2 separate regions of the Hordeum vulgare genome follow, and region 2 is linked to region 1. Evidence: chromatin contacts called from public Hi-C data. All regions are on one chromosome and are shown on one strand. The core of a region is the stretch at or near the end of the contact, and the rest is flanking DNA. Distances in the headings are between cores, read along the strand shown.

The links. Hi-C and Micro-C count contacts between places; a contact is called where the count stands out from the background.
Region 2: a Hi-C map of leaf shows a contact between it and region 1, with 2.2 times the contacts expected there. The contact joins the enhancer-like site here to the promoter of LOC123444359 in region 1. A contact is called at or near these places in 3 of 6 Hi-C or Micro-C datasets (leaf and seedling).

What each region holds. Positions count from the first base shown.
Region 1 is chr3H:477,622,503-477,628,223 of MorexV3_pseudomolecules_assembly, forward strand. LOC123444359 (serine/threonine-protein phosphatase 7 long form homolog) reads left to right here and starts at 3,301. Exons shown (of 4, transcript XM_045121050.1): 1 at 3,301-3,497; 2 at 4,222-4,487; 3 at 4,592-5,721. The coding sequence starts at 4,233. It overlaps LOC123441889, which reads right to left and starts at 2,941. Exons shown (of 4, transcript XM_045118072.1): 1 at 2,666-2,941; 2 at 1,192-2,528; 3 at 604-664; 4 at 391-510. The coding sequence starts at 2,941. The coding sequence ends at 391.
Region 2 is chr3H:477,746,281-477,752,001 of MorexV3_pseudomolecules_assembly, forward strand. It overlaps the pseudogene LOC123444361. Among protein-coding and RNA genes, the nearest start is that of LOC123444359, 120 kb to the left of the region's middle. Within about 2 kb of position 3,596, at least 1 of the 3 cell types and tissues checked has open chromatin away from gene starts, as enhancers often do. A contact at or near this core is called in leaf, where this site is marked.

The sequences.
Region 1 (5,721 bases), core at 2,051-4,550:
CAGCAAGCCTTTGTCTCCTCTCATCTCAACAGATTGTGCATTCGATTTCACAAAATTATATTTCCAAAACATATCCTAAATATTTGATGATCTTGTACTAACTATATAGTATGATAAAATTACAAAAAGAAAAGTATGACGCCGATAGACTGACCAACCCGTTCTTGGCTTGTTCACTCTGTTTGCTCTACACCGAGGATTACATTTACATTCGCATAGTATCATGTCAAATGTCTCACGAATTAATAGCACATAACTTCTCTTGAAAAATATGAGGTCATGCAGGATGCAACCAACCTTGGGTCGCCACGGAAACCGAGCAAGATGTGTTATCCGCGGCCATGTCCTTGGTCGGCCTCCTCTGTTGCTCCGTTCTAGCCCAATCATCAGTTAACTCCAACCACACCAACCCTCTTGAATTCCAACTCGAATCCACCACCATGGGTCACTGTCAGCAGCTCCTCGCAGCGTGCTGACACAAAATCCGCCGCTGTCGTCGGAATCTCCTAGCTGCACTCAATAAAAATTTTAGTGTGTTAAACAGGCACACAAATACCTTTAAAGTAATTTCCTTGTACAAATAGGCAAGTAGGAGAAACTTACAGGGAGCAGGTTGTACTGACCAACATCTAAAAACTGACATATCTTTGATGAAGCTACATAACTTTACATATATCTACTAACTTATTATCCTATGATCAAGTGTTACTTTCCATAGATGACTAACCTGGAACAGATGACAATAAATACGATCAGTGCCGGTACCAATAATCAGTACACATATCTAAAATTTTATCTCTTAAGAAGGAGCGCAAAAAACATGACAGAACATCACATAACTAATCCAAACCATATATCCATGTACAAAATTGCCACAAACGGAGTAAAGAACATCACACACAGCAACAGGATATGATAGAAATCCCCATCTTAACTGCTTCAAAATTTCTCTAGCTGAACCCATCGCATACATTGGAAAAGATGCTAAGTAACATGTTCACACACTGACAATTATTCAAATCAGGGCAAAGATGAGTAGATCAATTAGGGCACCTTTAGATTTGGTAAATATTCTGTTGGTATATTCATCTAGTTCTGCTACCTTCGTCCAGAAAAAAGGGTAATCACACCCGATGACATGAGGGCATTAGCAGATGGGTGGACGCCTTAGGGATGTGTGGGGAGGGATACCTCAGTCGGAGAAGCAATAGCTTGCGGAACTGCCGGAAACGGTAAATGAACAAGTCTGCATAAAAAATATATAGGGGTTGCATTGCATGGTGGTGCACCTGAACAAGGAGCTCCATAGGATGCTTGCTTTCTTTCGTTACAGAATCGTCCCAGTTATCATCATAAGCATTCTCGAGGACGACAAGTGGACATGCCATGTCCCATCCGCCACAATCACAACCCCCACCATACCTCCATCTATCTAGCAAAGATGATGGGCTGGATTCATTATCGCTTGATAATCCATGCAGACCACTCGGTGTGACCACTTTGATAGTACCAGCGGACGAACACTTCTTGTCCTTATTAAATGGGATCTGAATGACTGTTGCTGCAATCTCCAAATGAGGATAAAGATCCTCTTCAGACCATGGCCGAGATGTCGATACCTCTGGATTATGCCTTGCATCATGCTGGTGGTCAATCAGATTAATCTTCTGTGGATATTCACGAGAGACTGGTTTATCAACGACGCCACAGGATTCCGGCTGACTGGGCTCTGTACACTTGGTCTTCTCCTCGGCAGCAAAACTTCGCCTTGCGTGAGCGATATCGTACAGAACAAACTCGGTGTTGACAGAATTATTCAGAATGCCATCTTTTCCAACTTTAGAGCATAGATAGGAGGAAACCTGCATCTGGCCTACAATTGGAGGCAAACATCTGCGCTCATCTTTGGAAGACCTCCCAACAGTGCTTCCTCGTTTACCACCACTATGGAAAGTGTAAATCCGGATTAGTTCACTCCCACTCTCCCAGGACCTAGCAGAAATGGACTCTTCCGGGCCCTCGACACAAAAATCATAAAAGGGAATGCCATTTCTGGAATCACATTTAAGAACTGCTTGGAGATGAGCAGGTGATAAAGAAGCCTCCGTCATATGCCGACTTTCTCCATTTGGCAGGCAATTGGATGATGCTTGGCTCCGCTCAGTCCTCGAGAGATCACTGAGCAACGATTTGCGGGGCACGCAGTTTCTGCTGCTTGCCGGCACAACTGCAGTGTTGGGCTCTTCCTCTTCAGCAAGAGATGGGCTGCTTCTAACAGACTTGGACTTCATGATGGGGCTCAACATCTTCTTGAAAGGACTTGATCGAGCTGCTTTAGTGATGCTCTTTGTGGTGCGATTGACACATTCTGATGGACTGGTGCCATCAGAGGCGCTCTCCCTCTTTGATGGCACAGACTTATCAGGAATATTACTTGCTGGAACCCTCTGCCTCTCACCATGGTGTTTACTTTCACCAGCATATACGCCTGAGGTGAAGTCGAATTGAATTTCCACCTCCACGGAGACCTACGCGTGCACCAGAGGACACCGTTGCTGCAGACCTCCCCGAGGGCAGAGGCAGGAGGTGGCTTGCGGCTGCGCTGGAGGCAACTCCGAGGGGGAGGCGTTGCACATCCAGTGCGGGAGCAGCGGGGATGGGTTGCCCGCGTCCGGATCTCGCTGGATTCGAGCACGGACGAATCGTGCTGGTGGCCCTGGAGCTCCTGGTATCTTGAAGAGAGGGAGTTGTGAGGAAGAGAGAAGAAGGGAGAGAGAGATGCGCTGCTCATCTGCTCGTCCTGCAAGGGTCCGGACACCGACTGCGACGCGAGGTGGAGGAGGTCCGGCCGGCGCGGTCGGGAGTAGGAGGGAGCTCGGGGAAGTGGCGGCGAGCGTGGTTCTGGCTGAATCGGTCTCGGATGGGTTTTCCAGGGCCACATCTGGGTCTCAACGGTCCGTGGACTCGCCCCAAAGCAGCTGTGTGAAACGTTTTTTAACTTATTTACTGGACTGCAGGTTTATTCAGCCAAACGACAGGGACTTTTTTGTAAAAATGTTGCGACGGAAATTCCGACAGAAGCGATAGCCGCTTTATTATTATTAGGTAAAGATTAGTTAAAATTATAGTCAAAATATGACAAAAATACTCGAGCTAATAAACCAGGACGAGTTTGGTGGGAGGGTGAAACCGTAAAAGATCTTTTTTTTTTTTGAGCGGCTGCGGCTGGGGGAATCCCAAAAAAAGGCCCGTCTTTGGGCTTTGGCTTCTCCGGCCCAGAAGCTGGTGAGCCCGCTGTTTGTTGCGGAAGCAGCAAAAAAACATGTCCGGGCGTAGCACCACTCCGGGTCACGGATTCCGCGTCGCCGCCTCCACCCCTGGAAAGCAAATTTCTAGGGTTCCCTTCTCCTCTGACGGGAAGCAAAAATCTACGGGGGATCAGGACTTCAGGAGCTTGTCCTCCGCCTCCTCCGGCGCCACCTCGCCAGCCTGATTTGGTAAGCCCGCCCCACAAACCACCGCTGGATTTTACTCGCCCCCCTTGGATCTCGGTGCACGCTGTTGCCCCATTGTGCGTGCTCTGGTCTGGTGCGCAGATTATTCAAGTGCTTTGAGCAGGGGAATAGTGGGTTGATACGGATAACTGATATGTAAAGGGGGCTGTGGCACTACCATGTTCTGCTGAACCTGTTCTTGTCGAACATGTGGCCTTCTATAGGCCGAATGTTTCAATGAGAGTCCCTTTCTGTCTGAATAAAAATGGGACACTGCTACACTAGTCAGCTGCAAGCCTGTAATGCTAGTTTTGTGCCTAAAGATGAAGAAAGTTGCTCAGTCAGACTATATAGTATATACATGTCTAGGAGTTGTTTCTCCATAATAAGCAAATTTAGATTTAAGATTCAGTGTTTCAGTTGGTTATGGCAAATGGTTAGTTCTGCGAGAGCAACATTTGTAGGGGAGAATAACTCACAGTTGACAGATTAGACTGCGTTAAATATTTCTAATATAAGACGAATGCCATATCTTCTAAGCATATATATGCCTTGTTTGATTGTATATGTTTTTTTTTTTTCATTTTGTACATAGTTCCTTCCTTGTATAAGCCATGATTTTAAATCTTAACACATAGAGCAGCGCTCATGCCGTCCATTAGATTTCTTTCTAGCTGTGATCATCTATGGCATTCTGGCAACTGATCTAATGATGTTTTGTTTGCAGAGTAGTAGTCCATGTCTTCAAGGGCAAGAGGACGTGCACGTCGTGGCCGGGGCCGGGGCAGATGTTCTGTGGCAGAAAATGAAATGGATCATCATGAAACATCTGCACCTTCTACGCCGAGTACCACTTCTGATAGAGAGGACAATGTTGGGTTTACTCCCGAACAAGTCCATGTGGCTTGCTATGCAGGACCTCCGGAACCTTCATCCAGTACACTGCTCAATCCTAAGATTAACCACCGTTCAGATGCAATTTTTGGCGATCAGGTTAATCTAAGGACAATAAACTTTGTCATATTTCAGGGAAATAAGTTAGTAAAACGAGATTTTTTTTTCAATAGCACTGAGTTCTATATTCTGTACTATTGCAGGCCCTGGAGCAGTTGAAGTTGCGTCACCACAAACCCTTAAAATTTCATGAGAGGTATCGTCCTTATTTGAGGGATGCTGGATTGCTTGGGCTCTCACAAATATGCCAGAGAATGCCTCAATTGGACAAAGCCTTGATTACTGCTCTTGTTGAGCGTTGGAGACCAGAGACCCACAGCTTTCACTTGGCTTCTGGGGAGATGACAGTCACACTTCAAGATGTTGCAATGTTGTTTGCTCTTCCTATTGATGGCCGTCCGGTTTGTTCCAGTACGGATCATGATTATGGGCAAATGGTCCTTGATTGTCTAGGTCATGACCCAAGAGGTCAATCAATGCCTGGAAAATCCTTCTTGCATTATAAATGGCTGAAGAAGCACTTCTATGAGTTACCAGAAGGGGTGGATGATCATACAGTACAGAGGCATGTTCGAGCATACATCCTGAGCCTTTTATGTGGGGTGCTCTTTCCAGACGGGACAGGAAGGATGAGTTTGATATATCTTCCATTGATTGCTGATCTTTCTCTTGTTGGAACATACAGCTGGGGCTCCGCAGCCCTCGCATTCCTCTACCGAGCTCTTTGCTCTGCCGCCTCCTCCCACAACATGAAGAATATAGGTGGTTCATTGCTTCTCTTGCAGCTTTGGAGTTGGGAGCACTCTCATGTTGGCAGGCCATTGGCTCGGTCTTCCTCACTCGTGGAGACAGACATCCCACAGGACTCGCCCCCAATCGGCTTCCGTTGGGTGGGTGCTCGTGCACAAAGTGAGAATGCTACTCGCTGTCTCAAGCAGTACAGGGATGAGCTAAATCTTCAGCGAGCAGATCAGTTGAAATGGGAACCATACATGCTCATTGAGTCCTCAAGCTTACCACCACTTTGTACAAAAGATGCTGACCTGTGGATTACTCAAGCACCACTAATAAATTTTCCTATTGTTGAGATGTATCTGCCTGAGCGAGTAATGCGGCAATTTGGGCTTCGGCAATGCATTCCACCACCTTTTCGGCCTACCCTACAGACATTACATCGTATTAGTCGACGTGGTAGGGAGCGTGAAAATTGGGAAGAGACGCATCATGAGTATATTCAGGAATGGGAAGCACGGCGACAACGCATATTTCGGGA
Region 2 (5,721 bases), core at 2,346-4,845, 120 kb after region 1:
TCATGCTCATTATTATAATAGCAAATAAACTTTATAAAATACTTCATTAGAGCATTTTCATCATATAACTTTCATCATAAGAACTTGTCATAAAAAAGTAACAATTCATCACAACACCAAAGTATGAAGCATAAACTCTATTGAAAACTAAAAAACTATGTTTTCAGTCAAATTTGCAACACAATTCATCACATTTTCAGGAAGGGTCACATATCGGAGCTTTTAAGCAAGTCTACATACTCAACCATCACTTAGTCTTCTATGATTGCTAACACTCACCTCATACATATGAGCAAAAGGTTTCAACCGAACACATAGGAAGATAGGGGCGTAAAGTGATGCCTCTCAACGTATTCACCTCAAGGGTGATGTCAACAATAATAACTCATGACCATCCACATTCAACTGGATATATATGCCTAGATCTTTCCCCACCACATGATGCTTGCAAAAAAGAAAATAAAAAGGAGTAGAGAAGAACACTTTGACTCTTGCATAAAATTAAATACATAAAATTAAAAGATAGGCCCTTCGTAGAGGGAAGCAGAGGTTGTCATGCGCTTTTTGGTTGTATGCCAAATCCCTTAGTGCAAAGGAACGTGTATTGTCCCTTATGATGACATCCTTTATTATGCATTTTATCACTTTTATTATCACCATCACAAGTTCGTACAATGCTTAATTTCCCTTACACTAAATGATCGAGCACATTTAGAAGCAATTTGTATTGCCTTGTGCACCGATGACAACTTACTTGAAGGATCTCACTCAATCTATAGGTAGGTATGGTGGACTCTTAAAACATGGATTTGGGTTTACAGTCTTGCATGCACAAGTAGTATCTCCACTTAGTGCAGAGTTTTGGCTAGCAAATATATTGGGCAAGCACCACATGTTAGAGGATCTATAAAAATATAACTTCTATGTGAATGTGAACAAACATAAATCATTACGTTGTCTTCCTTGTCCAACGTCAACAATTTTAACACACTATAATTAATGGAAGCTCACAATCATAAAACATGCCAAGGATAGTTTATTTGCATGTAAACCTTCTCTTCCTTTATTAATTCTTTCATGTGTTGCATCACCGACCAATGCTATGTTTGTTAACATTGAACAAACTTTACCACTTATACTTTTCCTTATGTGATGTCACTACTTACTATAAGATTAGAATATGATCCTTTTCATTATTTTCCTTTATTTTGATTGCAACAAGGAAGTAGAGAAGCAAAAAACTCAAACTACACTTTATTATATAACTCTCACTCAATTACATAGATAGATAGATCAGAAACTAGCACTAAAAAGATGGATCGAACTAAACTTTTATTTTACTAAATCACAAATAACTGAAGATCGAACTCAGCGGGGAGGAACGGGAGCATGTGATGTGCTCTGTTTGTGTCTTTTGGATATGGATTTGGACTCAAGGTCTAAATGTGTGTGTTTCTCAATTTTTTGTAGCTGGAAGACGACACGCGTTTTCTTGAGATGTTGAACTTTGGTGTATCATCACAAGTGCCAAATAGTCCAGTTGGGAGCAAGAAATGTCGTCAACTCAAAAAATATATGCATTTGTTAAAGCAAAATCCACTAAAGGACTGAATTGGTCTACTAAAGAGGATGAACCTTTGGAGGAAGCATGGTTGCACACCACTTTGGATGTTGCGATAGGGACAGATCAATCTGCAAATTCTTATTAGGATACGATTTATGATTACTACAGCACGCGCAAGAAACTGTCATGGCCAGATCATGTTCAAAGTGCACTCAATTGTCGTTGGAGCACTATTAATGAACAAGTCAGCAAGTTCTGTGGATACTATCAGCAAATATTTAATAGAAACCATCTCCAAACTTCTGCCAGGTGTGCTCAACTAGATCATCTTGAAGCAGAGAGTGAAATGTGTTGTTTGTGATTCGTTGATTCATTTGAATAAACATACTCAGTTGTTCCGCATGAGTACGATATAGGGCCACCTTTACTCCAATAGAGTCGTAGTTGTAGTCTCATGGATCGTTGTCTCGCTCATCTTCAACTATCATATTATGCATTATGATGCAAGCTTTCATGGCATCACCAACTACAACACAGTGGCAAAACGGGATGGCAGAACTCCAAAGACTCTCTCCAAATCCTTTCTGGCTCCCTCTTGTCTTTTGGTGAAATGTAGTCTTTCTGCCTTGTGGAGCTCCTATTGTCTTCACAAATGTTGCCCATGATGGATATATACCATCTGTTGTGTAGGGATGACCATTGATGGTATAATTCACTTTTGGAGCTTCACCTTCGGTTAGCTTTGCAAACACAGGTGAATGTTGAAGAACATTTATGTCATTGAGAGATCCTAGTAAACCAAAGAATGCATGCCAAATCCAACGATCCTTCGAAGCAACTGCCTCCGAAATCATTGTGGGCTTATTCACACGACCTTTAAACATGCCATGCCATTTTTTAGGACAATTTTTCCAAGTCCAATGCATGCAATCTATACATCCTAATATACCAGGAAAACCTCTTTGCTCCCCTAACTCAAGTAATCTAGCAGTATCTTCTTCATTTGGAGATCTCATATATTGGTCCCCAAAGACTTCATAAATAGCTATCACAAACTTTTTGCAGGTTGCTAGATTAGTAGATTCTCCTAAGCGACAATACTCATCCGCGGCATCAACAGCATATCCATAAGTTAGTAGTTGCATTGCGGCTGTCATCTTTTGTACAAGATGCAACCCAAGAGCTCCAGCAGAATTTCTTTTTTGCTTAAAATAACTATCATGCTCAAGTACTGCTTCAGCTATGTGATTAAACAAATTATGAGACATTATATACCTGTGTGAATAAACAAATATGAAATAGGGAGATGACAAATAGGCAGATAGAGAATAATGTTGTAATACTAACCTTCGACGAAAATAACTTTCGGAAAAGGTTGGATTTTCTTTGAAGTAGTCATTCCAGAGTAGAACAAATCCGACATCTCTTCCGTGATACAAATATCGCCGCCCCAGCGTCGAACCGCCGTGACGTCGAGCATTCGCCTCCTCTTCCTCCTTGCACTCCGCAAATGCTGCAAGAATTAGTTCGTCATCGTCCCATGAAGGCGAGACGACGAATTCATGAGCATATCCAAAACGAATTCTGTTTCACTCATTGTGTTGTAGGAAAGAAGACACAAGACTTGAAAGAGAGATCAGAGAAGCACAAGGTGGAATGATTTAAGAGATGTGAGAATAGGTGTTATATATAGACCTGGAATAGAGCCATTGAAACAGAGCCGTTGGAATAGAGCCATTGGAGGATATAAAATGATAGTTGAATTGATAGTTATAAAATAATATTAAAATATAGGAAAAAGATTTTATATATAAACGTTCTGTTGTAAAATTAGACGTGTATATGAAAAAAAAAATCACTATCTATATAAACATATAAACATTTAAATATACACGTGTTATTGGAGATGCTCTTACAACATGGGTTTATTATAAACCAATGAAAACGCACCCAACGGTTGAACGCACCGCGACGCGCGACGCTGACTCCGACTCGCCGCACGTACGGCACGACGGCAGACAGCACGGCACGTTCACTTCCAAAACCTTGTCCACCTCGCCTGGCCCTTGTCCTTGTCGTCCGCACCGGCCTCCTCCCACGCCTTACCGTGCGCCGGCAGGTGTTCCCCTGACTTGCTGCCCTTCTTGCCCCGCGCGAACGACCGGAACGCGAGCAGCCTCGACCTGCCGGCGGCCACGCCCGCCCGCTCGCCGCCCGTGCTCGCCGCCACGCGGTCGTCCTGCTGCGGTGGCGGGGTCGTGGTGCAGCCGTCGTCGGGCTTGAACGCGTCCACGTCCTCGGCCGCCGTCCCGTCACCGTCAGCACCCGCGTGCAACGCGGTTCCCGGCGGCGGTGCCATACGCTCCGGCGTCTCCGGCTGCATAGGCCTCTCCTCCCGTTTCCGGTCAGCTTCCTCGGCCTCTTGCCATGCTCCGGTCTCTCGTTCCAGCTCCTCTTCCCGAGGCCCGGTTGCGTCGCTGTCGTCCTCATCGGAGTCGATTACCGTCACGCTGTCCGTGGCAGCTGCCGCGGACGACGACGGTGCGGCAACCGTAATGGCTGCGGCAGGCTGAGGTTGGTGCGGCGGTGACAACGTCAACGTGGGTGCTCCTTGCGCATCGCCGGAGCCTTCATGCAAAACGTAAAGGTGTCAAACAGGATAAACCATCGACAACTGAATCATACGGACCCGCTGACGCCGGTAACACGTGAGAGCCCGAGGCCAGGTCCCGTTCAAGTGCCGACGGTCTCACGGCCTGAGGTGGAATTTCGAACAACGGCAAAACATCGCCGTCACAGGTCAGAGATGCAGGGACGGAACGTGCGCCGATCGTTGCTTCTTGGGAACTACTAGTACTCCGTATAATGCAAACCGATTGACACGATGAGCATTTCACCTGCACCGTCTCTCAGAACGACCGAAGAATATGGGTATGAATTTGCTTTAAGAAAGAGAAAACTAGCAAGGGCAGATTTTGGCGTCCGCCACAGCTAACTCGAGCCCTCCACATGTTATGATGAAAACACCACAGTAGCGTCTGTTTATTAGTCACTCTACATCAGCAGGATTCGTGTCAACACGCAAAACCGTGTGAAACAAGGGCTCAGACCGCAACGGTTGCTACTGTACAACCGCAGGAACCATGGAAAATTTGCCAAAGTGAAAACTTTACTGGTACTATTTCTCACCATTTGCTAATACCGACCCAGAGTACTTCTTCGCATGCTCCCCGTGCTCGCTGCTGCCCGCAGGAACAGATAGAGATAGCCTATTGGCCAACCTTTCGGCCTCTCTTGCCTCGATGATATCCTCCTCGCTCAGGAAGCTCGGCTGGTTTGTTGAAGACAGCAGCCTTGCCCACATTCTGTCCGTGATCTTCACCTTGTTCCATGTCGATGTTACTCTCTGCCATCCAAATAAACTTTCAAGTTATTCCAGTTGATCGAGTTATATTCAGTGTGCGTCAGAGGTGAAGAATGTTCAGATCATTATGTTCCATTCAGAATAATTCTAGGAGGCGTGGAACTCCCCCAAACCTTACTTTCCTCTCGTATCCCACCACAACCCGAGTCCCCGACTACCTTAGGGACACCAAGACACGTCATGTGGGCTTTGACTAGTGTTTTCTAAGTTGCAGACTTCAGCTAAATGGAAGGCACTGCGACCAAGTTATACTCTTGTATTTTGCACTATGCTATACCACCTATGACGATTGAGGGTTCAAGGTCACTGCTCCAGGGCAGCTCTCGCTCAATTCACCACTTGCCGCATCGCTTCACAATTTGTGAATGCCAGAATTAAACCTTGACAGAAACTATGACTCGCCATATGAAATGTTGACGGCCCTGAAGCAAATACCTCCACTCTCCATGGTGAAGCGAGAGTCCCATACTACCCCATAATCAGAAGTAGCTAAATAGGGGCATATGGAAGTTATACTTACATGAAATGGTATGTATGCATGCCTGCCGTGGACCATTCCCACTGTGAAGCTATATCCTGCCATTGCACCATGTATGGCACTGTGTGCCAGCAGCGTGCAGTAGACATTATCCGAAGCATTGCTTGGAATGGCTCGGATCATGTAGGTTGGATCTGTCGGTAATAATAACCGCGGCTGCTGATGTCATGCTCAATAAAATGATATAGCACTGTA